Linked DNA regions of Mus musculus: all the other regions are linked to region 5. The links are chromatin contacts, called in public HiChIP or PLAC-seq and promoter capture Hi-C maps. All regions are on one chromosome and are shown on one strand. Each heading gives the region's core, a stretch centred on a gene start, on an enhancer-like site or on the middle of the called end of the contact. The rest is flanking DNA. Distances are from core to core; before and after follow the strand shown.

Region 1 (2,877 bases), core at 345-2,844, 420 kb before region 5:
CGATCAGCCTGTCACCTCCACGTTTACAGTTGATTAGTCCATCCCCTGTCACCTTGGGGACCATGAGTCAGACACCCTTTATCTCAATAACACCTGCACATCCAAGAATGTGTGTTGAGTGTGGGACCACAAAGTCATGGTAGGCGCTGGGGAGAGAGATGTAAGCCAGAAAATCTCCCTTCTTTTGAGAAATCGTATTTTAGGAGAATCCTACAGGAGGGAGGGCTATGAAGAGAGTTAAAGCAGAACCAACACGGGCTAGGGAGAAGGGTCAGAGGGTAAGAGGCGCCTGCTGCCAGGGCTGCTAACCTTAGTTCAGTTCCCAGAACTTAACCATAGGGTAATAAAGAAACTGTCCCACAAGGTGTCCCTCTGACAATTACCGTTCCATGCTCACTTGCACACATCCTCACCGTGTGTCTTAGTCAGGGTTTCTATTCCTGCACAAACATCATGACCAAGAAGCAAGTTGGGGAGGAAAGGGTTTATTCGGCTTACACTTCCATCCTGCTGTTCATGACCAAAGGAAGTCAGGACTGGAACTCAAGCAGGTCAGGGAGCAGGAGCTGATGCAGAGGCCATGGAGGGATGTTCTTTACTGGCTTGCCTCACCTGGCTTGCTCAGCCTGCTTTCTTATAGAACCAAGACTACCAGCCCTGAGATGGTCCCACCCACAAGGGGCCTTTCCCCCTTGATCACTAATTGAGAAAATGCCTTACAATTGCATCTCATGGAGGCATTTCCTCAACTGAAGCTCCTTTCTCTGTGATAACTCCAGCTGTGTCAAGTTGACACAAAACTAGCCAGTACACCGTGCAAACACACACACACACACACACACACACACACACACACACGATAAAAATTAATGTAAGTTTAAAAAACAAAAACAGGACCGACTGGCAGAGGGTGGCTATGTAGATAGGTAGTCCATGATGCTTTGTTTGAACCGGCGATGTCAGCTCTGCTGTGAATGACAAGCTAGATAGCGATCCCCCTTGAAATATTAATTCGCTATTATTCCGATGGAGGAGCCATTGGCAGGAAACTCCTGCTTCAGAATGGGACCCTTGGAGGCTCTCAGAGACTGAACCACCAACTAAAGAGCATAAGCAGGCTGGATTTAGGCCCCCCACACATATGTAGCAAATGTGCAGCTTGGTCTTCATGTGGGTCCCCCAACAACTGGAGTGGGGGCTGTCTCTAAAGCTGTTCCCTGTCTGTGGGTCCCGTTCGCATAACTGGGCTGCCTTCTCCGGCCTCAGCGGGAGAGGGGAGAGGATGAGCCTAGCGTTGCAAAGACTTGATGTGCAACAGTCAGGGGGAGTGGGATATCCAGAGGGAGGAAGGGAGGGATTGTGCGTCGCGGGGGGGGGGGGCGGGGAGAGCGGGGAGTGCAACGGTAGGGATGTGAAGTGAATAAAAAGATAAATTAATGGGGGGAAAAGCATACTGGTTTCTGCTGCAGTCCCCTCTTTCACTAGGTTCCCTTTCCTTCCTGGTTCGTTTTCTTTACCAAAAGGAGCGCTGCAGCGCTCCCTCTCATTGGTGGAAGATTCCAGCCCCACCCACCAGTTCTCCACACCAGGTCCTAAATCCGTGGAGCGTAATTGAAGGAGTGGCGAGAGTGGGCGTGTCATCGGAGGTGACGTTTCCGGAAGCTCTGACTGTCATCCTTCACGAAAGGTGGGAAGGGTCCCGGGAATGCAGCGGGACTGGGGATCCTGGCGCGGTGGGACCCCGCGGGGAGAGGCCGTGAGTGTGGGGTCCGTGTCCCTGGCCCAGGCCGGCCGCGCGCGAGCTCTGGGATGGCCCTGTCTTCAGGGCTGGCTTCAGACCAGCCAGGCCTGGTCTCAACACTCCTTGCATTTTCGAGAAACCTGACTGAGTGCCTTGCATTTTTGGAGAAACCTGACTGAGTGCCTTCTAGATGGGCGCTGCCAGCAGTTACTGCTGGATCCCTCTCCCGATACACACGCTCTGCAGGGTTGCTGAACCCCATGTTGTCCCGAGCCACTCGATGGCTTCTGGAGGATGGTCCTTTCTTTACCCACAAGTGCCTCTCTCGAGAGGTGCCCAGATGGCCAGCATCCCATTCCAATGAGCTCTTCTGGGCTGTGCCCAGTTCGGCGGTTAGGGACGTGGGCAGATTTACACTCTCAAGAGGATGTGTTTTACACTCGCAATGTCCCCACACTCCTAGCAGCCCTCGGCTTTTGCTAGAAAAGGGAGTTTAGTGGGGAAACTTCGTGGACAAAATGCCACCGCAAAGTTAGGGCAAGCTAAAGCAGAACTGGCCTAGAGAAAACAACCTCTGAGGACAGGTGAGTAGAACTGAGATATAGCTGAATGCACAACACTGTAATCTGCGTCTCCCCGGGCAGATGGGAATCCTGACCGAGGAATAAGATGGGAAAAACAAGACTGCTCAGACCCAAGATGAGTGTATTCTAGAACAGGCTGGCTAGGGTGTGCTGTTATCCAGTGCACACCGACAACCCCGTTCCACTCAGGATTATGTGCAACGATGGTGCCAGGGAGCCCAGAAGCAACATCTAGAAAGAATGTAAATTCCTACAGTTTGGGTACCAATGAGTAGGAACTCCTAGAGTGTTCCACCCCAACCTAGGTGCTGTCACTTTGCCGTTTACACCCTGCTTGGCTTGTGGGGACAAGCACGGATTGATGCTTCCAAGCATGAACTACCTGGCCCTGAAAGTGGTGAATGGGATGGGCTGAAGTGAAGGGTGGTTTAGTGAGCAGCGTCAGGAATATTCACCCTAGAAAGGAGCCCCGCATTAACCTTGTGTTCAAAACTGAGGAAGCGTATCCCGGTAAATACCATTTCATCTCTGGTGGAATGAAATGGTCGACAT
Region 2 (3,216 bases), core at 591-3,090, 280 kb after region 5:
TAGAACCAAGACTACCAGCCCAGAGATGGTCCCACCCACAAGGGGCCTTTCCCCCTTGATCACTAATTGAGAAAAATGCCTTACAGCTGGATCTCATGGAGGCATTTCCTCACCTGAAGCTCCTTTCTCTGTGATAACTCCAGCTGTGTCAAGTTGACACAAAACCAGCCAGTACAGTTTCTAAATTTTCCCTCTTGCCATTTCTGATGTGTATATTCAGAACTTTAAAGGTTAGAAGTAGTTCTTTAGCATGAAGTTAGTAGAAAGCTTTTTCAAAAGATAGCTTTAGAAACTAAATAATAGTGGGGCAATTGGAAAAATGACTGTTTTAAATATATAATTTATTTTTATTTTCTGTTCGTTGGCATTTTCCCTGCATGTATGTCTGTGTGAGGGTGTCAGAAGCCCTGGGACAGGAGCTACAGGTGGGTGTGAACTGCTATGTGTGTGCTGGGAATTGAACCTGAGCAGCCAGTGCTCTTAACTGCTGAGCCATCTCTATGGCCCCCAAAATTCTAATAGATTCTGTAGTTTAGTGGATGGTATTATTTAATTGACTTTTTCCAGTGTTGATAGATGTACTCTGGCTAGAAAACATGTTGGTATTTGAGGATGCTGGGGGTAGTTGTAAGCATGTGTCATCTTAGCACTGGGAGGTAGAGGCAGTAAGATTAAGAATCCAATGTTATCTTTAGCTATGTATTGATTTCAATGCCAGCCTGGACCACATTACAGCTTGTCTCAATAAAATAAAAATTTTAAAGGAAGATAGTTGGAAACCTTTTCACAGACTTCCTGAAACATAAATAAAAAAAGATAGTCTGGAGCAAAGGTTTAGCAGTTCCTAGCACGGGCTGCTCTTGCAGAGTGAATCATGGTTTGATTTCCAGCACACGCACACAGTAGCTCACAACCACTTGTAATTTGGGTTCCAGGGGATCCAATGTCTTCTGATCTTCTTGAGCACCAGGCGTGAATGTGGTACACATATATACATACAGGCAAAACACTCATTCACTGAAAAGAAAATAAATCCCTGAACTCAGTTGTGATGCTTTTTCTAAGAAATCTTAGCAACTCTATAGTGAATAGGAATGAGACCAGGCATTTCAAACCCAGGAAGATAAAAGGGTGCCAGGGGCCAAAGACATAAGCAAGGACAACATTGGGAAGCTTTTTGTTGTTGTTTTTGAGTCAGGTCTCAATATGTAGGCTTGGAACTCACTATATGGAAACCAGACTGGCCTCGAACCCACAAAGATCTGCCTGCCTCTGCCTCTGCCTCTGCCTCTGCCTCTGCCTCTGCCTCTGCCTCTGCCTCTGCCTCTGCCTCTCTGCCTCTGCCTCTCTGCCTCTGCCTCTCTGCCTCTGCCTCTCTGCCTCTGCCTCTGCCTCTGCCTCTGCCTCTGCCTCTGCCTCTGCCTCTGCCTCTGCCTCTGCCTCTGCCTCTGCCTCTGCCTCTGCCTCTGCCTCTGCCTCTCTGCCTCTGCCTCTCTGCCTCTGCCTCTGCCTCTGCCTCTGCCTCTGCCTCTGCCTCTGCCTCTGCCTCTGCCTCTGCCTCTGCCTCTGCCTCTGCCTCTGCCTCTCTGCCTGAGTGTTGGCGTTAAAGGCACTACCCTGGAAGTGAATATCTGACCCTGAGTCTGTGTTGGGGCAGAAAATGTGGTGTCAAGAGTAAGCTCTGGGAAAGGCTCCTGTCCCACGAGCCACACCAGTTGTCACGCCAACAGCTGCCACACAGAGAGTTCTTGGAAGTTCTCTGTTTAGCCAAGGAGGAGGCACACAGTTCAGGCAGAGCCACTGAACGATGGGCAGGCTTTGCTTTATTTCATTTCTCCATTTACTTTTACAGGTTGCTCCTACAGACCCGCCCTCTCTGGATAAACCATCAGGAAGACGTACACAACGTTAGACAAAGAGGCTTTGTTTGAAATGTGCCCCCAGTGGCTCATGTTTGAACACTTGGTTTCCCAGCTGGTGTGGCTGGTGTGGAAGGCAATGGAGCCTTAAAGGGCTGGAGCCTAGCTAAGGGAAGTGGGTCAGGGAGGTGGGGCCAGGGTGGGCAGATCCCAGTGACAGCACCTGTCACCATAAAGCTGTCTGTCACCATGCTTTCCTCTTCTTAATGGGCTGAACCACCTCAAATTGACCCAGAACAAACCCTCCACCTTTTAGTTGTTTCTTATCAGGTGTTCAGTGACAGCAAGAGAAGAAAAGTAGGGAATCCAGCCCCGCTTGGCTTTGGAAGATCCACCCCAGCCTGAGATATCTTCCTCAGAAAGCCAGAGTGGCTTACCTTTCTTTTACTTCACCCTTTCAACTGTGAGCACATGTGCCCTTTATAAAAATAAAGTTCAGCTTAAAACTCACATATCAGGAACTGGACTGTGGGCTCAATGGGTGGGAGTGCCTGCTCTGGAATGATGGATCTAAGTCTGAATTCCCAGAACCCATGTAAAAAGTCAATCATGGCTATTCGTGCCTATAACCCCACTGCTCTGTGTGCATGTGTGTGTGTGTGTGTGTGTGTGTGTCTGTGTGTCTGTGTGTGTCTGTGTGTGTGTCTGTGTGTGTGTGTAGACAGATGACCCTGAGAGCCACTTCTGGTTCAGTGAGAGATCTCTGTTTCTAGGCAATAACTCCTTAGTGAGAGGCATGGAGGAGAACGCCTACTATCTTGCCTTGACTTCTGAACATGTATGTTAAGCTGTGCACAGCCACACACCCACATACATGCATCACACACTCATATGCCACACACATGAACAAAAGAGTATGAGTCATAAAGTTTGGTAGGTCACACCTTTATGCTCCCAGCATTTGGGAGGCAGAGGCAGATGGATCTCTGATCGTTCATGGTTGACATAGTGAGCTCCAAGTCAGCCAGGGATACACAGAAAACCTCTGACTCAAACTACTACTACTACTACTACTACTACTACTACTACTACTACTACTACTACTAAATAGTACAAAAAACTCTGGTGCCTGGAGGATGGCAGGATGGCTCAACAGTTAAGTGTATTGGCTACTTTTGCAGAGGACTAGGGTTTGATTTCCAACACCCATATGGCCACTAACAACCATGTGTAATTCCAGTTCCAGGGAATCCAATGCCCTCTTCTGGCCTTTGTGGTACCATGCATGTATATGGTGCACACACACACACACACACACACACACACACAAATGTTAATTAAGAGGCTAAGCAACAGT
Region 3 (2,885 bases), core at 68-2,567, 380 kb before region 5:
ACCCATGCCTGCCTGTAATCCCAGTACTCAGAAGACCAGCTGGGGCTACAAAGCAAGGCCTTGTTTTACTTTGACACTTATTTGTGTGCTCATGTGTGAGCTCATATTTCTTTAATTAAAATATAATTACATCATTTCCTCCTTCCCTTTCTTCTCTCCAATCCTTACCTTGCACCCTTCTGACATTTTTATAAATTGTCTCTACCTTTGTAACTGCTTCTTATCTTAAAACTGTTATGTGTAGGTTGGCCTAGAATTCATGGAACAGTGACCAGGTGCCTGGGGAGAGAGAGAGAGAGAGAGAGAGAGAGAGAGAGAGAGAGAGAGAGAGAGAGAGAGAGAGAGAGACTCCTAGACTGACTGGCTTTCTTGAAGGACAGAGGGAGAGGAAAGACTCTGAGGGAGGGAATCGGGATGTGGCAGTCTGAAGGATAGGAAGGCAGGTTTTTGGACCGCTGAGCTTGAAGGACCCACACTCACCTGAATGCAGCTCTCCAATCTGCAATTGATCACTTTGGTCTGGATCAGGTACGAAGTGTGAAGTTGAGACTATCTGCCACAGAGCTAGTGTTAGACACTGTGGGACATGGAACAGCTGCCCAGGGAGAGAAAGAATTACACAAGAAAAGTCAGAAACCCAAGACTCTGGAAACTCGCTCCTGCTCGTGAGCCCTGCCTAGTGTACTCGTTCTTGAGGCAGCACTTCTGCTTTTCCCAACCCTGGGGGACGGGCAGAGCGACTCCAGGGAGGAGACCTGGAGAGTGTGATGATCTAGAGGAAGCTGAAGGTGACTGGGGACCCCAGAGCATCAAGACAGTTGGGGCACACGGGGTTTTTTTGCCAAATGCAGATGGGATTTCCCCTCAGCCTCTGCTGTTCTGCGTTTGCCCCAGACAAAGCAAAGCACAATGGCACTGATTCTGTGGGCATGAATGTCTCAGGCAGACCCTGAGGCAGCAGGCGGAGGGCCTGAGGAAGGAGGCGGGACAGAGGAGGCCACTGCCATTCTTGGTATGGCTCTCTCTCCCAGAGCACAGCCCTGTCAGGCCTCACTCTGGACAGCTTATAAGGCCTGGTGTAATTTTTGTTTATGCAAGTATGGCCTAAAAGGAACAAATCCATGGTCCAGAGTCTGTTACCACTGAATCCTTCTGCATACATTTTTCAAATGATAATTCACTCTACCCACCCTCCATCCACGCCCCGAAAGGCTGGTTTATTAAAAAAAAAACACCTTATATGGTAATATTGCTACCACACCGTCAGCTGGCCTTTTTAGGGACTCTGTTTAAAGAAGATCCGCCTTGGGGGTTTTATATTGCTCTGGTATTTCTGCCAAAGACACCACGGCCCTCAGTCTCTCGGAGAAGGACTTCTCACACCCTTGGTGAGTACTGACTTGCTCCTGTGGCCTCTTCCTTCTGGGGGAAGCCAGGCCTCCTGTGTGCCTATAGAACTCCAAATTCGCTTGGTTTCTATGACACTAGCCCAGGTCACACGTCAAGGCCCTTGGTGTCATTGATACCTGGAACACTGCTGTCTGCTGGGAAAGGCATTTCTGACCAGAGGGCAGCCTGGGGACAGGAAGTCTGGGAACCCCCAAGGTATGGCTCCTCTAGTCTACAACTGTCCTGATCTCCTTACCAGAGGCCAGCATGTCAGGAAGCCTGTTTTAGGGGGAAACTGCAGAAAAGCAGCTTCCTCTTGGGTGTTTAGGCCATAGCCAAAAGTGGCCCTGGTATCCATGAGCTACCTATATCAGGAAGAAGAAGGAACATCCTTCACTTGGCTTTGGTTGGTCTTTCTCTCCTCCAAATTTGAGCTTAGCTGAGGTGAATGGAGAACTTTCAAGTTATCAGAAAGCTGTAAGGTTGTTGTGAGATGAGGAAAGTCAGATGTGAGAGAATAAATGTCCAGTGGCTTCGTGATGTTTTCGAGCTATAAGGCAGCTAACTTGTTCTCCTCTGATGAGGTCACTGAGGCCCAGGACAATTCAGCAACTTTTCTAAAAGAGGCACACTTGCAAATCACGGTGGCTCGTGCTTGTGTTCTGAGTACTTGGAAGCCTAGAGCAGGTGAATTGCCCAAAGTTCAAGGCCAGCTTGGGTTACTTAGTGAGTTCTAAGACAACCTGGGTCTCAGTGTGAGACTCTGTCTCAAACAAAACGAAGCAACTCACACCAGCTGTGAAGCAACTCACAACAGCTGTGAAGTCAAGACCACCATCCCTGCAACACACACACACACACACACACACACACACACACTTTTGTGAGCTGTATCCAAGTGGGGTAGGCTAGGGTCAGGCTGGTCTTGGAGACAAGCAGCCTAGTGCTCAGTGTTACCAAGTGACTTCCATTGGCTCTCCCAATAGCATAGGTACCCAGGATATCTCCCTAGTGAGGAGTGAATGTGTATAGTATAGCACCCAACCCAACCATTTAGATTTCAAGTCCTAGGAATTTTAGAGGGCTAGGTAGGTCAGTCCTTTGGTTGTTAGATGCTAAGCTAAAGGACTGAGCAGTGGGGTAGCACGGAAAGGGTTAATGATAACGGCAAGAGTTTATCCTGAGGAGGGACTGCTCTGGAGGCTGAGAGGACTGACACAGGGCAGATATGCTACCACTGTGTTGGGAGTCTCAAAGGGAGAATCAACAAGGGCTGTGATGAGTTAGGAGGTTCGAGAGCACGAGGTGCTAGCTCTGGGTTCTGGTGTGAGTGGCACAACCTCTGAGTATAGCTCCAGACAGGAGCTGATGTTGTCAGCCATCCTGGCAGAATGGCCTAGATACCATAGGCTGCATACACCACATACAGCTGTCTCAATAATTCTGGAGGTCAGAAGAAGGGTCTAACCAAGAGCTGAACTGAGACCCTGTGTGGG
Region 4 (2,865 bases), core at 207-2,706, 350 kb before region 5:
CACTACTCCTGACTCAGCCTCTCAATTACAATGACCCCGAGGACAGAGAGACTCTCATTCTTTGGGGGACAGGGGCAGTTAAGTATTTCCCAGCTCTGATTTTATACAAGCAAAGAAATGTAATCGGTATTTCTGCACAGTGATGGTTACTGGTGTGTGGCAGTGGCAATGGATAGAATTTAGCGGCTCCGATCTCCACGAGAATCCTACCTAGATTATAGTTGTTGTAGCCAAGGCTAAGTGCAGTGGTCAGAGGACACCTTTCAGGTGGTGGTTCTCTCATTTCACCACGTGGGACCTGAGGATTGTGACCCTGTGGTGAACAGGCTTAGCAGCAAGTGCCTTTAGTCAACTTGCAAGCCCCCTCCTCCTTTTTGAGCTAGTCTCGTACATCCCAAGATGGCCTCCAATGCACTGTGTAGCCAAGGATGACTGAACTTCTGAGCCTCCTACCTCCACCTCTCAAGTTCTAGGATTACAGGCGTGTGCCACCATACTGGAGTTCTCTGCTCCAGATCCAGCCCACAGCTTTGTGTGTGCTAGGCTCCACAGGTCACATCTTTCCAACAACTGCAGGACTGTAGATTTTATGTTTCAGAAAGTCTCTTCCATGCCTCCTCTCCCCTCACTCACTGCATATAGTCCTGTACATGTCTCCTCTCCAGGATTCATTCTTACAGAGCCAATACCATGCTTAATCCAACTCGTTATCCTGATGAGATTCCTCCAAGTGAACATTTACCTATTTAAAGGTCAAAATAAAATGGGGTGTGATAAAATAAATGGTCCAACATTGTGCTGACAGTTACACAGGATGCGAAACATTACTTGTGTAAGTTATTGGATTGTTCCCTTCCTGCTTAAAACAGTCCAGTCTCTTCCTGTAGGCAATAAAGTCCCAAAGTATGGAGGAAGAAGGCATTTATCTTAGGGCCAGTGAGACGGCTCAGCAGGTAAAAACACTAGCTGCCAAGACTGATAGCCTGAGTTTGAGCAGACTCTTATAAGTCGTCCTGACCTCTACAAGTGCGCCATTAATGAGTAAGTAAAATGATACGTAATGAGCATGCTGGAACACACATTGTAGGCTCACCACTTGGGACGGGGAGGCAGGAGGACCAACTGCACTACATGAGACCTTGTCTCAAAATATCAAAATAAATAAGTATAACAAGATTTTTGTTGTTCTGTTTTTCAAGACAGGGTTTCTTTGTGTAGCCCTGACTGTCCTGCGACTCACCCTGTACACCATACTAATATGCAATATACACATATTAATTAAAACGATGAGAGGGCTACGGACGCCTGAACTCTACTTCAGCACACCCTCCTACACCACAACACCGAGACACTCCCACATCGTCCCTGCAAATGTCGCGAGAACAGAGCAGCTCCTGCGGCCTCACCCGCCTAGAGAGCTAAAACCAGCCACTTCCTGCCTGACGGCCCTCTGACGTCAAAGGTGCGCTGGCGTCGCTTGATCGCAGGCGGAAGTGCTCTCGGCGGAAGTGCCCGCCTTGCTCGGCTTGGGTAGGATGGCTGCAGGTCGGTTCCTTCTGCGTCGTCTCCGAGCGTCTTTCCGTTCCCCGCTGCGGAACGCGCTCGTGGACGCGCCACACGCCAGGGCCATGCACGACGGGGGCGGCCCCCGAAGGCTCTGCATTGAAGGCAACATCGGTAAGGGCCAGAAAGTGGCTGTCGAGCCTTGGCCTCCGCCGAGTAGGTGGCTGAGAGGCTGGGAAAAGAAGTTGGCCTCAGATCTGTCCCACCCTGCCCACCTGACCCCTTCTGCTGCCACCGCCCAACCTGCCGGCCGGTTCTGCATGTCAGGCCTTTCTCCCACAGTGCACCGCGGGTTTTGATTTTGGGAGACATTGGGCCCCAGTACCCGCCCACCTACTCACCCACGGGGACGTAATAGCCTGACGCAGGCTTTAGATAGCCCCAGAATTATACTGGTTTACTGGCATGTTTCATTCGCTAGAAATAGATGCGACAGTGTGCCGGTTCTTTTCCTAAAATAGCATCACCAGATTTAGCAAAAATAAAAATAAATGTCCAGTTTACATAGTTTAAGATAATTTTGGTGTGTCACATGCAGTATTTGGGGCATACACTTAAAAAATGAGCCATTGTTTATTTAGACTTTTTTTTTTTTTTTTTTTCCCCTGAGACAAGGTTTCTCTGTGTAGCGTTGACTGTCCTGGAACCCGCTCTGTAGACCAGGCTGGCCTAGAACTCAGAAGAGATCCGCCTGCCCCTTGCCTCCCTTGTGCTGGGATTAAGGGGATGTGGCACCACCGCCTGGCTTAGATCAATTCTTAACAGATTCCATTTTCACTATTTTGCTGTACCCCCATGTTAATTGCACTACAAATTATTATGACAGTGTTCTATTGTTTTGAAACAGTCACTGTGTAGCCCTAGCTGGCTTGGATCTTGCTATTTAGACCAAGCTGGGCTCAAACTCACAGAAAGTTGCCTGCCTGGTTAGGAAGGATCATGCTTCTTAAATTTAGAAATAGATACTTATTATATATTTTGTTATAAGTAACCCAGTATCTTAAAAAACAAAAAAGCAACATGGAAGGAAAATGGCTCAACTCACTGTTGCTGAATTCTGAGGGTACTTAGCTCTGCACAGATGCTGATAATGCTATCAGGTGTGGGCTGCTCAAGACATTCTAGCAGCAAATAGTTTCTCGTTTTATTCATTCAGCAAATCGCCCTTTGAGTGTCTTCTCTGTGCTGGCACTGTTCCTTGACCCTACGGATACAGCCATGACCAGATCAAATAAAAATTCTGCACTTTAATAGGAAGTGATACATAATAAAGCTACAGAAATTAATTAAGCGGGGTAAATA
Region 5 (3,014 bases), core at 478-2,977:
AGTTAGCTCTCTTTGCCTCGTGGGCTCTCAGCTACTCCTCCAGCACCATGCCTGTCTGTGCTCCCCTTCGTGATGCTCCTGGGTGCTTAACCGTTTGGAACCGTGAACCCCAAATTAAACACTTCCTTTTATAAGTTTCTTTGCTCATGGTGTTTTGTGACAGCAAGAGATAAGTAACTAAGAAAAGCCCAAAAGTAACCTAGGGACATAATACTTCACAAAAGAGATGTAGATAAGTAATAATAATAATAAAAAAAATTGTAAAGAGGGCCAGAACTAGGTGTGGTGGCTCACAGCAATAAACCCAGCACTCAGAAGCCTGAAGCAGCTGTCATGTGTTCAAGGCCAGACTGGGCCATGAAGTGAGACCATGAAGGAAGATGGTTCCTTCCAAAATCTACCTCCAAATATAAGTTTTTATCTATCTACCTAATTGTTTCCTATTTTATATTCTCCAATATTCATTCTCTCAGGCAATCCGGTGTCTTCTGTTCTCTACATTCTCAGTTCCTGGCCTTGAATTCCCAGAAACCAAGCGGCTGCCTAGTTCTCCATCTAAAGCTTTGCTTCCTTAAGCCCAAAGCCAACGCAAAACCAAAGAACCGATCCCTTAGGCCTCCCCCCACAGCTAGGACAGAGATGTGGCGTGCACTTAACACAAGAGAACAGAGATATTTTTTACTCTTTCATTTTCTCGAGGTCCTACCAATCTGTTTTATTTTTTAAAATGCCTTGACTTTGGGAGTAAGAGAGTTGACCCCACATTGACCGCTCTTGCAGAGGGCCTGGGTTTGATTCTTAGCACCCATGTGATGGCTCCAAACTGTAACTCCAGTTCCAGGAGATCTGATCCTCTCTCCTGGCCTCTGCAGGCATCAGACATGAACACAGTACACAAACACACATGCAGACAAAACACCCATATACATAAAATTTTTTTTTGACTTAAAGGTAATTGGTTTTTGACCAGTGAGATGGGAGAGTGTTGGTATGGGAAGAAGCTATGAGTTCAAAGGCAACCCGGTCTATATTGTGAGTTCTAGACCAGCCAGGGCTACACATTGAGACCTTGTCTCAAAATAAAAGGCAAGCCATGGTTGCGCATGTGATTCCTTTAATCACAGCACTCTGGAGGCAGAGTTGAGTTGGAGGCCAATATGGTCTATATAATCAGACTGTCTCGATTTAAAAAAAAAAAAAGTAATAATGATAATAAAGTAAGTTTTAAGGTCACCCTCACAGTTGTTTGATCCATTTCGTAGTCCTGAAATTGTCAAGATAGTGATTCATCCATCAGACCCTCTTCCTAGTGCCTCTGGTTTACCCACCAACACGGGTTCCTGGTCAGAAAGGAATTACTATTTGCACTAGTGGTTCAGCTGTTTCCGAATTCGCTTGCCCTTGGCCTGGTCCAGCCGTTGACCCTTTCCCTCAGGGACCGAGGTACAGGCATGCCCATCTCGAACCTAGAGCTAGTCCACTGCCTCGATACCGGCCAACCCCAGTTCTTGCGCACTCCCTAAGTCTAGCTGAAACTCACCGAGCCTTCGTGACTCATTTTCGTGACAGTCACTCCAAGGCGGTGTTTCAGCTGCCTTCAGGACCCTCCATCGTTGTAGCTGCAGTGGCCGCGACCCAACGGTCTCCTCGGCAACCAGGCCCCGCTGAGGGTCCCTGGCGTGGTCCACGGTTGCTTGGTAACCGCGTAGCTGCGCGCCGCAAGTTCCAGCCACAGGCCACGCCCAGAGGCCGTGCGTCGGTGCGTCGTCTCTATGGTGGCGGCGGATTTGGAGGGACCTTAGGATCGCGGCGTCAGGCAAGGCACACTTGAGGGTGGTGGGGGTGGGTTGCAGGTGTGACCTCTAACCTTGGCGTGGGCCTTCAGGTAGCTAAGCTGTGGGAAGAAGAGCTGGAGACCACATTCTGCATTTTAGCTGAGACGTTCCGTACTAGCAGGTATTTACATCATCATTCTTATTGCGGGATTCCCTGGTGGCTGCAACACTCAACCCTGGGGCTCTCTCCAGCTCCGTGGGATCCTCTCCTCCTTGTGACTACTATCCATCACTTTCCTCGGGGATCCTATCAATCAAGGGTCTCTCTCAGTGTCTCCTGGTTGCATCTCATTGTCCTTCTCCCCTGTCCCAGTGTCCCCAGTGGCCTTCTCCCTATTTGTCGTGCCGTGACTCTAGGACTCTCTCTCTCTCTCTCTCTCTCTCTCTCTCTCTCTCTCTCTCTCTCTCTCTCTCTCTCTCTCAGAATGTTCCGCCGCGAGCGCTCCATCCCACTTCGTAGCTCTGCCGCCGCCCTGTCTAACAACCTCAGTGTACTGCAGCTGCCAGCCCGTGATCTCACGCATTTTGGGGTGGTTCATGGACCGAGCGCCCAGCTTCTCAGTGCTGCCCCTGAGGGTGTGCCCTTGGCCCAGCGCCAGCTCCACGTTAAAGAGGGTGCTGGAGTGAGTCCCCCACTTATCACTCAGGTAAGGCAAGGAGTGAAAGAGGTGTTGCTTAAATCAGTGCGATCCTTGTTCTTGAATACCTATCCTCTTGACGCCTTATGTCCTCTTCTATGATGCGCGTCTCTCCAGGTTCACTGGTGTGTCCTCCCCTTCAGAGTACTGCTGGTCCTCACCTCGCATCGAGGGATACAGGTGAGAATAGAACCCTCCTGCCCTTTCTCCAGCGCCACCCCCACCCAATAACACTTTTAGATGTCACATGCGCAGCCCACTCTGCCTCTATTTTTCGTCTTCTTTTGTTCCATTTTCTTCACTCTTCAATTCTGCATCAGCAGTTTGCTTCTGTTATTAACTCTGTGACCCTTGGGCACGGGTAGCCTCAGTGTCCTCCTCTGAAAACTATGGATAAGAATAGTGCCTGCCTCCCAGAACAGAGTTTGAGGATTCCAATGGACTTACCTGGCTGGGTGAAGTGCCCAGAACTCAACAAGGGTCATCTGGATCTTGCTCTCATCCTTGCCCCCATCTTCCAGATGTATGAGTCTGATGGCTC
Region 6 (3,082 bases), core at 275-2,774, 380 kb after region 5:
AATTACACAGGCTCTGGTGGAGTCATCGGTGGCCTGGCTATGAGGGTCTGGCCTCTTTGATTTGCTAAGTTAGACTAACTGTTCACTGATGGTGTGAATAGATGTAAGAGCAGGGAGAAAACCATGGATGGTGACGTCATTTGTGGAGACAATTGGTAAAAGGGGGGGGGGTGACCCTGGGAAGTTCAGCCTAGTACATGTTAAGTGTGAGACACTAGTCACCTCCACAGGGATGACAAATGACAGCTGGTTAAGAAAGCCAGAATCCCTGGGGAAAGTCCTCGCTTGTAGATTAGGTTTGTGAGTTACCTGTGTGCGGATGGTGTAACTGCTGACGATGGCGCTAAGAGGGATCACCCAGAGAGGAAATAGATGAACCACATCATAGAAAGTGGAGCAGAGCCTTTTTAGGGCTGGGGTGTACCTCAGTGGGCAGGGTGCTTTTCTAGCACGCACAAAGTCCCATGTTAGATCCCCAGTAGTGGCACATGCCACTCCGGAGGTGGAGAGAGGGCTTGGGGAGTGAGATTATTTGGAAATGGTAGGCTTTATCTTCCTTCCATGTAACTTTCAAACTCCTGGCTTTCCATTCTCCACCAGCACCAACTTCATGTCATCTGAGGTGCTATTTCAATATTGATGGCGTCTACTCATAAATGTCAACTTAGAGTCTGGTGTCAGGCATGAGCTGAGGTCGAGGCGGGCTCTTCTCAGCATCTATAAACCATTTCACACCACTTGAGCCTAGGATCAAGCTGTTACAGGTGCCCTTTCTCCTCCCATCTATCAGTCCCAGCTACAAACAAAGTTTCTCTCCAGCCTTTGCTGGCTTCAAGAAAGGCTGGATAATATACCGGGGGTGGGGGAATTGCATTTCAGAGTAAGATGTGTTCCTGTCTTCATCTACCATTTGTTAGGGGTGTGACCTTGGGCAAAACTCACTAACAGCACAGTGCCTAGTTCCCCAATCTGTAAAACGGGGTTAGTAAAATCCATATGCTATATTGGTGTGATATTAAGAAGGGCTGACTTTTGTAATGGCTTAGCTTCAGGGATCCGCTGACTCGTTGAGCTACAATTAAGATGAGAATCACGGTGCTTCAGACTTGTCACAGGGCAGTGGCAGCCCCTCACATGATCCCCAGATACCAGATTATGGCGTGTGCTGCTACGATCACTTGTCTTTCCAGTCGCCCAACATCTCTTGGGTCCGCGATCACGCGCCCCCCACCCGAAGCTGAGCCTGACGCGGCGGTGGCTCATGCGCCCTGGAGTCCCGAGCTCTAGCCACGGAACACACGTCCCAACTCTGGCGCCCAGCTCCGCCCCTAGCCTCGGGCGCGTCTCTCCCGCCGCCTGCTTGGGTGCTGGAGCAGCCGCGCCCGCGGGCTCTAGGCGCTGATTGGCTGTGGACCGCGGGCGGACAGCCGAAGAGCGCACACACCCTCTTCCCGCAGCCAATGAGCACATCCACGTCACTGTCCGGGGCGGCCCAAAGAGCCGGCAGCCCCTCAATAAGCCACATTGTTGCACCAACTCCAGTGCTGGAGTCTCAGGACACCACAGGCTACCCGGAGTTGTTCTGCTTTGGAGATCCGAGGGCAGGAGCATCACGCCAGTGACTCTGATAGGTGCGATCGCCGGATTGGAACAGAACTGTCATTTTTTTCCGAAGTTGAGCCTTAGTGACCCAGTGAGTGAAGTTAGCGACGGGACGCTAAGCAGCTAGACCGGTCGGCAGGAGTGAGACTTAGGGTACCTTCTAGTAGTTGTGATTAAAAAAATTGAAAAAAAGAAAAAAAAAAACCCTGTTTCTGGAAACTTGAGGCCCTCAGCTGGTGAGCCATCGTGGTTAAGCTTCTTTGTGTGGCTCCTGGAGTCTTCGATCCCAGCCGGACACCCGGGCCTGGTTTCAAAGCGGTCGGACAGCGCTGCCTGCTCCATCGGTAGCGCTCGAGCCTCGGTTTCTCTATTTGGCCCCGACTCGCCGCAACAAGATGATCGCCTCGCATATGATCGCCTGCTTATTCACGGAGCTCAACCAAAACCAAGTGCAGAAGGTAAGTCGGCACGGGCGGGAGCTTCTGGCTCGCTTCGGACCAAGTTGCGTGCTCTCCCGGAATCTGGAGCACGCAGAGGACCTGCTTCCTCCTCCTTCGGGGCTGGAGACGTGGAACCAGTCTGGGTAGCTGGGAAAGTCCTGCGCGCGAGAAGCCACGTCTGCTAGGCACCCTCGTGGCCCGACCGCTCACCATCGATAGTCCCACCTACCCGGGACCTGCGCGCACCCTCCCCACCCTTAGAGCCCCTAATTTCTTGATGGGACGGCCGCCCTGCACGTAGTCTGAGACTGCTGCGCCCACGTGGGAGGAGCCCCCTTCTGCAGCCCCGAGTTCCGGCAGGAGCACGTGGGGAAGAATCCTGCTTAGGGGAGGAGGCGGGGTGGAAGCGTGTAGCAGCTGGGGCCCGGCCCTCTTGAATTTAAGGATGTGTTGAAGAGGCCTTCGGTTCCTCGTGGCGCTCCTTGGGGGTGGATCGGGGGTGGGGTGGGGGAGAGAGCCACCCAGGAAGGAGCGGGAAAGGGCGCAGAAAGACTAGCCTGCCGCGCCCCCTCCCCGGAACTGAACTGCCCGGAACTGAGGCTCGAAAGGGGCGCCCCCTCACAGCAGACCTTCCTGGGGACCGCCCCGCCTCGTCCCCGTGTCTGGCCGCCGAGTTGAGGGCGGATTTTGGATAGTATGTTCTGATTTGGAACTAAAAGTTACACGGAATGGACTCATCTTCCCACCCCACGATCCCCAGAGTTCTTTTTTTTCTTTTTTGTTTTTGTTTTGTTTTCTTGGTTTCTGAAAATGAACCTTTAGTCGCTCTGACCTTCCTGAGCCCACCTCACTCTGCCTTCCCGGCAAACTCCAGTTCTCTCGGCGCGCCATTTACATAAGAAAGCGCCTCCGGCCCTGCTTGGAGCCTCACTCTCCTCTTCGGGCTAGAGAGGTGGGGGTGGACCGGAGCCAGGCCCGGAGCGCTCTAACTCCCAGGAGAATTGAGTTTCTAAAATACCCAGGATTACGGGATTGGTTCC
Region 7 (2,959 bases), core at 349-2,848, 330 kb before region 5:
TATTCAAGCCAGGACCCAGCACAGCACAGACTCCTGCCAGATGCTGGCTTTAGGATCTGTGAGACGGGCTCCAGGCCCCTGTCTATGTGTCCTCCCCTTAAAGTCAAGGAAGCTGGGAATCACAATAGTAATAATTGGAGGAGAAATGGCTGGGCTTGTGTTCCCCTAACCCTTAGAGTCAAGAAGAGAGCGCGTGGCTGGCCATGTGACTCAGGATACCCATCCCTGTGTGGGACAGTGCCAATTGGACAGAGTGTGCAGGGTCTGTGTGGGAACAAGTGTCACCTGAGCTTGAGACTAGAGGGCACAGTGAGCAGAGCCTTCAGCAGTCACAGCGTGGCACGTCAGGAAGCTTGGACGTAGGGTCCCTGCACTTCTCCCCACACTGGCTTCCCATCACAGTCTAGTGTGTACTCCCATGTGCACTGGAATGACGTGGAGCCACGATAAAACTGTCCCATGAATTTTAAAATCATTCATTATAATCATGTCAGTAAAATTAGAATTATGCCAAATATTCAAAATAGGATTTTGCCTAGACTGTAGAGGGAAGAAAAGTTTGCTCAGTTTAGCAAATTCATAATAAAAAGGGAAATGCTGATTTTAATAGATCCAGGCTGGTATCAATGGTTGTCTGTAGTCACTGGGTGATAATTATGAATAGCTTTTACCAGAATTGTTCTGTCCTTGTATGTATTTGAAAACATGATTGTATTATGTTTTTTAAAATATTCATTTATTCTAATCCAGAAGATATTTTTCTCTCAGAGGAAAAATTAAGTACCTTAGCTGAAGCTGCTTGCTAGTGGGAATGTAGCATGGGTGACCTCTGAGGAGGCAGCTGGGCAGTTGTAGGAAGAGCTCATTCCTTTTGCCCTGTTAATCCTGGTGCTTAGAGTTGAGTCCGTAGATACGCTGGCACACAGACAGACTGCCCTGTTACGTGCATCACTGTTTGTAATAGCCAAGCACTGGAGATGACCGAGTGCTTATTAGGGGACCTGGCTGAGTGTACTGTACTGTAAAACAGAATACTTACTCTACAGCACTGTACTGGTTGGCTTTCTTTGTTGCTGCCTTTTTGTGGCAAGGTCTTAAAACTCATAGCCCAGCTGGCCTGGAACTCACTAGAAGCATTCAGGTTTCAGCTACCCTGTGCTAGATTTCTAGGTGTGAACCGTGCTGAGAACGGTGAAGCACTGTTAAGTGAGAAGAGCAAGCCTAAGAACAGAGTGTGCCGTGGGATAGTGTCTCTCCGTTCTCAGGAGATGGTGTCAGGAACGCATGTGTGCATAAACTGCTGAAAGCTCAGTCACGTGTGGTGCTGTGAGTGAGGAGAACAGAGTAGCCAGAGGCAGGAGGGTACAGGAAACACGGGTCACAGAGCTCCAGGTCAGCCTGGAGCACACCTAGAACTACCCCCAAAATAAAGTCAAAGACAATAAAACTCGGCAGGCAGGCAGGCGGGTTGGGGAGGGAAGGTGCTAAAGAGAATTTGTTTGCATAGTTTCATTTCCTTAAGGGAAAGATGGGACATGGGGGAGGGTGGAGTCCTAAGTCAGCGGGTTAATCTGCCCACACTCTGAGGACAGTTGACATTGACTAATGAAGTATTTGACCAGGCAGAAAGAGGAACAAGGGCAATTCAGGCAAAACAAACATTTGGAGCAGAGGTTTTGAAGTGTGAAGGGGCTTGGCTTGTCCCACAGGAAGGAGGCCAAATCTGGCCAAAGCCATGAGCAAGGGAGGGACTAAGGAAGTTGAGGACAAGTACTGTGGCCTTATGTGCTGTGGCAAGGAATCACAGTTCTCAGGGGCAGAGACCCTCAGACCTGCAGGTGGAGGCAGAGTGAAGCTCTGCAAAGGGGCAGGGAGAGGGGCCTTCATGTCAAGACTCAGGTTTCATTTGATTCATTTCATTTGACTTATGCAGATGTTTCATCTACTCCAGAGTGAGTGCTTGATCTAGAGATGTTTCAAATTGCTTACCACTTTATAAGTAGAGTGGCTCTCACAAGCCAGGCACAGTGACACATGCATATAATCCCACCACCTGGACAGCTGAGGCAGGAGGATAGCAAGTTCATAACTTCTTGAAGTCTTTGGTTATGCCTGTAGCTGGTAAGCAGCCTGTGGAGCAAATATTTTAAGCAGGGGCACAAGAACCATAGAAGGCTGGAGTGAAGGGCAAACTGGAAAGGCAGAATGACTTTGGCAATCCTAGATGTGCCTTACCTCAGAGCAGTCTCAGTTACCTGCGGGTGGGTGGAGGATGGAGAAAAAGCAGCCCACCAAAACTGCTTGCCCCACACATGACTATGACAGATGACTGACTCTTAGGCCCATGCTCTCTTCGTGCACTTCTTCACCTCCAGGAGAAAGAAAGCAGCAGGCTCTTGAAGTGTCCAGATGAAAAGCATGAACGCCAAGGCAGAGGTGAGAGGACAGGGCCAGCTAGAGAGATTAGAATCTCCTGGATTCTTGATGTGCTCGGGAGGAAGACAAAGAAGGGTAGTTTCAGGCTCCCAGTGCGGCTGGCTGGGTGGATGGAGTTTGCTACTAACCATCTGAAGCTACTCCGAGGAAGGGCAGTCTGAGGCAGAAGTGGACAACATGGTGCCAGTGCCCTGAGCAAGGCAAGAAGCAGCAGGTGCAGTCATGGGCCATGGTACCAAAGAGGACATCCAGACATTTTGTGGGTTGCTTGGCCCTGTAAGACTGAAATGTAAGAGTCGGGGGATTGTCTTTTAGGTTTGTATGGAGAGACTCTACCAGAGGGATAGAGAAGAAGAAAAGGGCATTGAGCTGGCCTATCTTCAACAGCTACATAGTCAGCACGAAGACTGGTTTATTAACAAGACTACCAAGTAAGTGTGTAACAGACAGACCAGAGCCTCCACCACCGTGCTGAGCACAGCCGTAGCTCCCAGCGGAACTGCAAGGATGCGGGACGTGCCCA

Evidence for each region. HiChIP or PLAC-seq counts read pairs in DNA pulled down with a chosen protein or histone mark. Capture Hi-C pulls out chosen DNA fragments and counts their contacts.
Region 1: a contact with region 5 is called in a promoter capture Hi-C map of liver. The contact joins the promoter of Stambp here to the promoter of 1700003E16Rik in region 5. A contact is called at or near these places in 5 of 39 promoter capture datasets (the C10 cell line, cranial neural crest, maxillary cranial neural crest and 2 more), 4 of 484 Hi-C or Micro-C datasets (cortical neurons, memory CD8 T cells and regulatory T cells), 8 of 115 datasets of contacts at active chromatin or transcription factors (the 230-238 cell line, T-cell acute lymphoblastic leukemia, bone marrow-derived macrophages and 4 more) and 2 of 9 other capture datasets (adipose tissue and liver).
Region 2: a contact with region 5 is called in a FOXA1 HiChIP or PLAC-seq map of pancreatic cancer cells. The contact joins the enhancer-like site here to the promoter of 1700003E16Rik in region 5. A contact is called at or near these places in 8 of 39 promoter capture datasets (the 3T3-L1 cell line, hematopoietic stem and progenitor cells, hippocampal neurons and 5 more), 4 of 115 datasets of contacts at active chromatin or transcription factors (the SCID.adh cell line, bone marrow-derived macrophages, embryonic stem cells and 1 more) and 1 of 9 other capture datasets (liver).
Region 3: a contact with region 5 is called in an H3K4me3 HiChIP or PLAC-seq map of bone marrow-derived macrophages, with 4 times the contacts expected there. The contact joins the promoter of Actg2 here to the promoter of 1700003E16Rik in region 5. A contact is called at or near these places in 3 of 39 promoter capture datasets (fetal liver, frontonasal cranial neural crest and hippocampal neurons), 4 of 115 datasets of contacts at active chromatin or transcription factors (bone marrow-derived macrophages, embryonic hindbrain, fetal liver and 1 more) and 3 of 9 other capture datasets (adipose tissue, liver and pancreatic islet).
Region 4: a contact with region 5 is called in a promoter capture Hi-C map of pancreatic islet. The contact joins the promoter of Dguok here to the promoter of 1700003E16Rik in region 5. A contact is called at or near these places in 4 of 39 promoter capture datasets (hippocampal neurons, liver, maxillary cranial neural crest and 1 more), 31 of 484 Hi-C or Micro-C datasets (the Ba/F3 cell line, the C2C12 cell line, CD4 T cells and 22 more), 14 of 115 datasets of contacts at active chromatin or transcription factors (the NIH/3T3 cell line, the SCID.adh cell line, Th17 cells and 10 more) and 4 of 9 other capture datasets (adipose tissue, embryonic stem cells, liver and 1 more).
Region 6: a contact with region 5 is called in a promoter capture Hi-C map of adipose tissue. The contact joins the promoter of Hk2 here to the promoter of 1700003E16Rik in region 5. A contact is called at or near these places in 1 of 484 Hi-C or Micro-C datasets (B cells), 4 of 115 datasets of contacts at active chromatin or transcription factors (bone marrow-derived macrophages, effector CD8 T cells, large pre-B cells and 1 more) and 2 of 9 other capture datasets (adipose tissue and liver).
Region 7: a contact with region 5 is called in a FOXA1 HiChIP or PLAC-seq map of pancreatic cancer cells. The contact joins the enhancer-like site here to the promoter of 1700003E16Rik in region 5. A contact is called at or near these places in 1 of 39 promoter capture datasets (the C10 cell line), 1 of 115 datasets of contacts at active chromatin or transcription factors (pancreatic cancer cells) and 1 of 9 other capture datasets (adipose tissue).

Annotation. Positions count from the first base shown.
Region 1 is chr6:83,571,221-83,574,097 of GRCm38.p6, reverse strand. Stambp (STAM binding protein) reads left to right here and starts at 1,594. Exons shown (of 10, transcript NM_024239.2): 1 at 1,594-1,687. The region is part of intron 1 of Gm21284 (predicted gene, 21284); the gene reads right to left.
Region 2 is chr6:82,874,380-82,877,595 of GRCm38.p6, reverse strand. No RefSeq gene overlaps it. Among named protein-coding and RNA genes, the nearest start is that of 2310069B03Rik, 5.9 kb to the left of the region's middle. Within about 2 kb of position 1,840, at least 28 of the 459 cell types and tissues checked have an H3K27ac peak or open chromatin away from gene starts, as enhancers often do. A contact at or near this core is called in the SCID.adh cell line and pancreatic cancer cells, where this site is marked.
Region 3 is chr6:83,534,683-83,537,567 of GRCm38.p6, reverse strand. It overlaps Actg2 (actin, gamma 2, smooth muscle, enteric), which reads left to right and starts at 1,317. Exons shown (of 9, transcript NM_009610.2): 1 at 1,317-1,388. It overlaps Gm38844 (a long non-coding RNA gene), which reads right to left. Exons shown (of 3, transcript XR_869202.3): 2 at 481-595.
Region 4 is chr6:83,505,560-83,508,424 of GRCm38.p6, reverse strand. Dguok (deoxyguanosine kinase) reads left to right here and starts at 1,456. Exons shown (of 7, transcript NM_013764.2): 1 at 1,456-1,677. The coding sequence starts at 1,536.
Region 5 is chr6:83,155,117-83,158,130 of GRCm38.p6, reverse strand. 1700003E16Rik (RIKEN cDNA 1700003E16 gene) reads right to left here and starts at 1,727. Exons shown (of 4, transcript NM_027948.1): 1 at 1,541-1,727. The coding sequence starts at 1,558. Wdr54 (WD repeat domain 54) reads left to right here and starts at 1,752. Exons shown (of 11, transcript NM_001362119.1): 1 at 1,752-1,816; 2 at 1,886-1,956; 3 at 2,260-2,482; 4 at 2,591-2,653; 5 at 2,995-3,014. The coding sequence starts at 2,261.
Region 6 is chr6:82,772,896-82,775,977 of GRCm38.p6, reverse strand. It overlaps Hk2 (hexokinase 2), which reads left to right and starts at 1,524. Exons shown (of 18, transcript NM_013820.3): 1 at 1,524-2,060. The coding sequence starts at 1,998.
Region 7 is chr6:83,481,255-83,484,213 of GRCm38.p6, reverse strand. It overlaps Dguok (deoxyguanosine kinase), which reads left to right. Exons shown (of 7, transcript NM_013764.2): 5 at 2,752-2,867. Among named protein-coding and RNA genes, the nearest start is that of Dguok, 24 kb to the left of the region's middle. Within about 2 kb of position 1,598, at least 105 of the 459 cell types and tissues checked have an H3K27ac peak or open chromatin away from gene starts, as enhancers often do. A contact at or near this core is called in adipose tissue and pancreatic cancer cells, where this site is marked.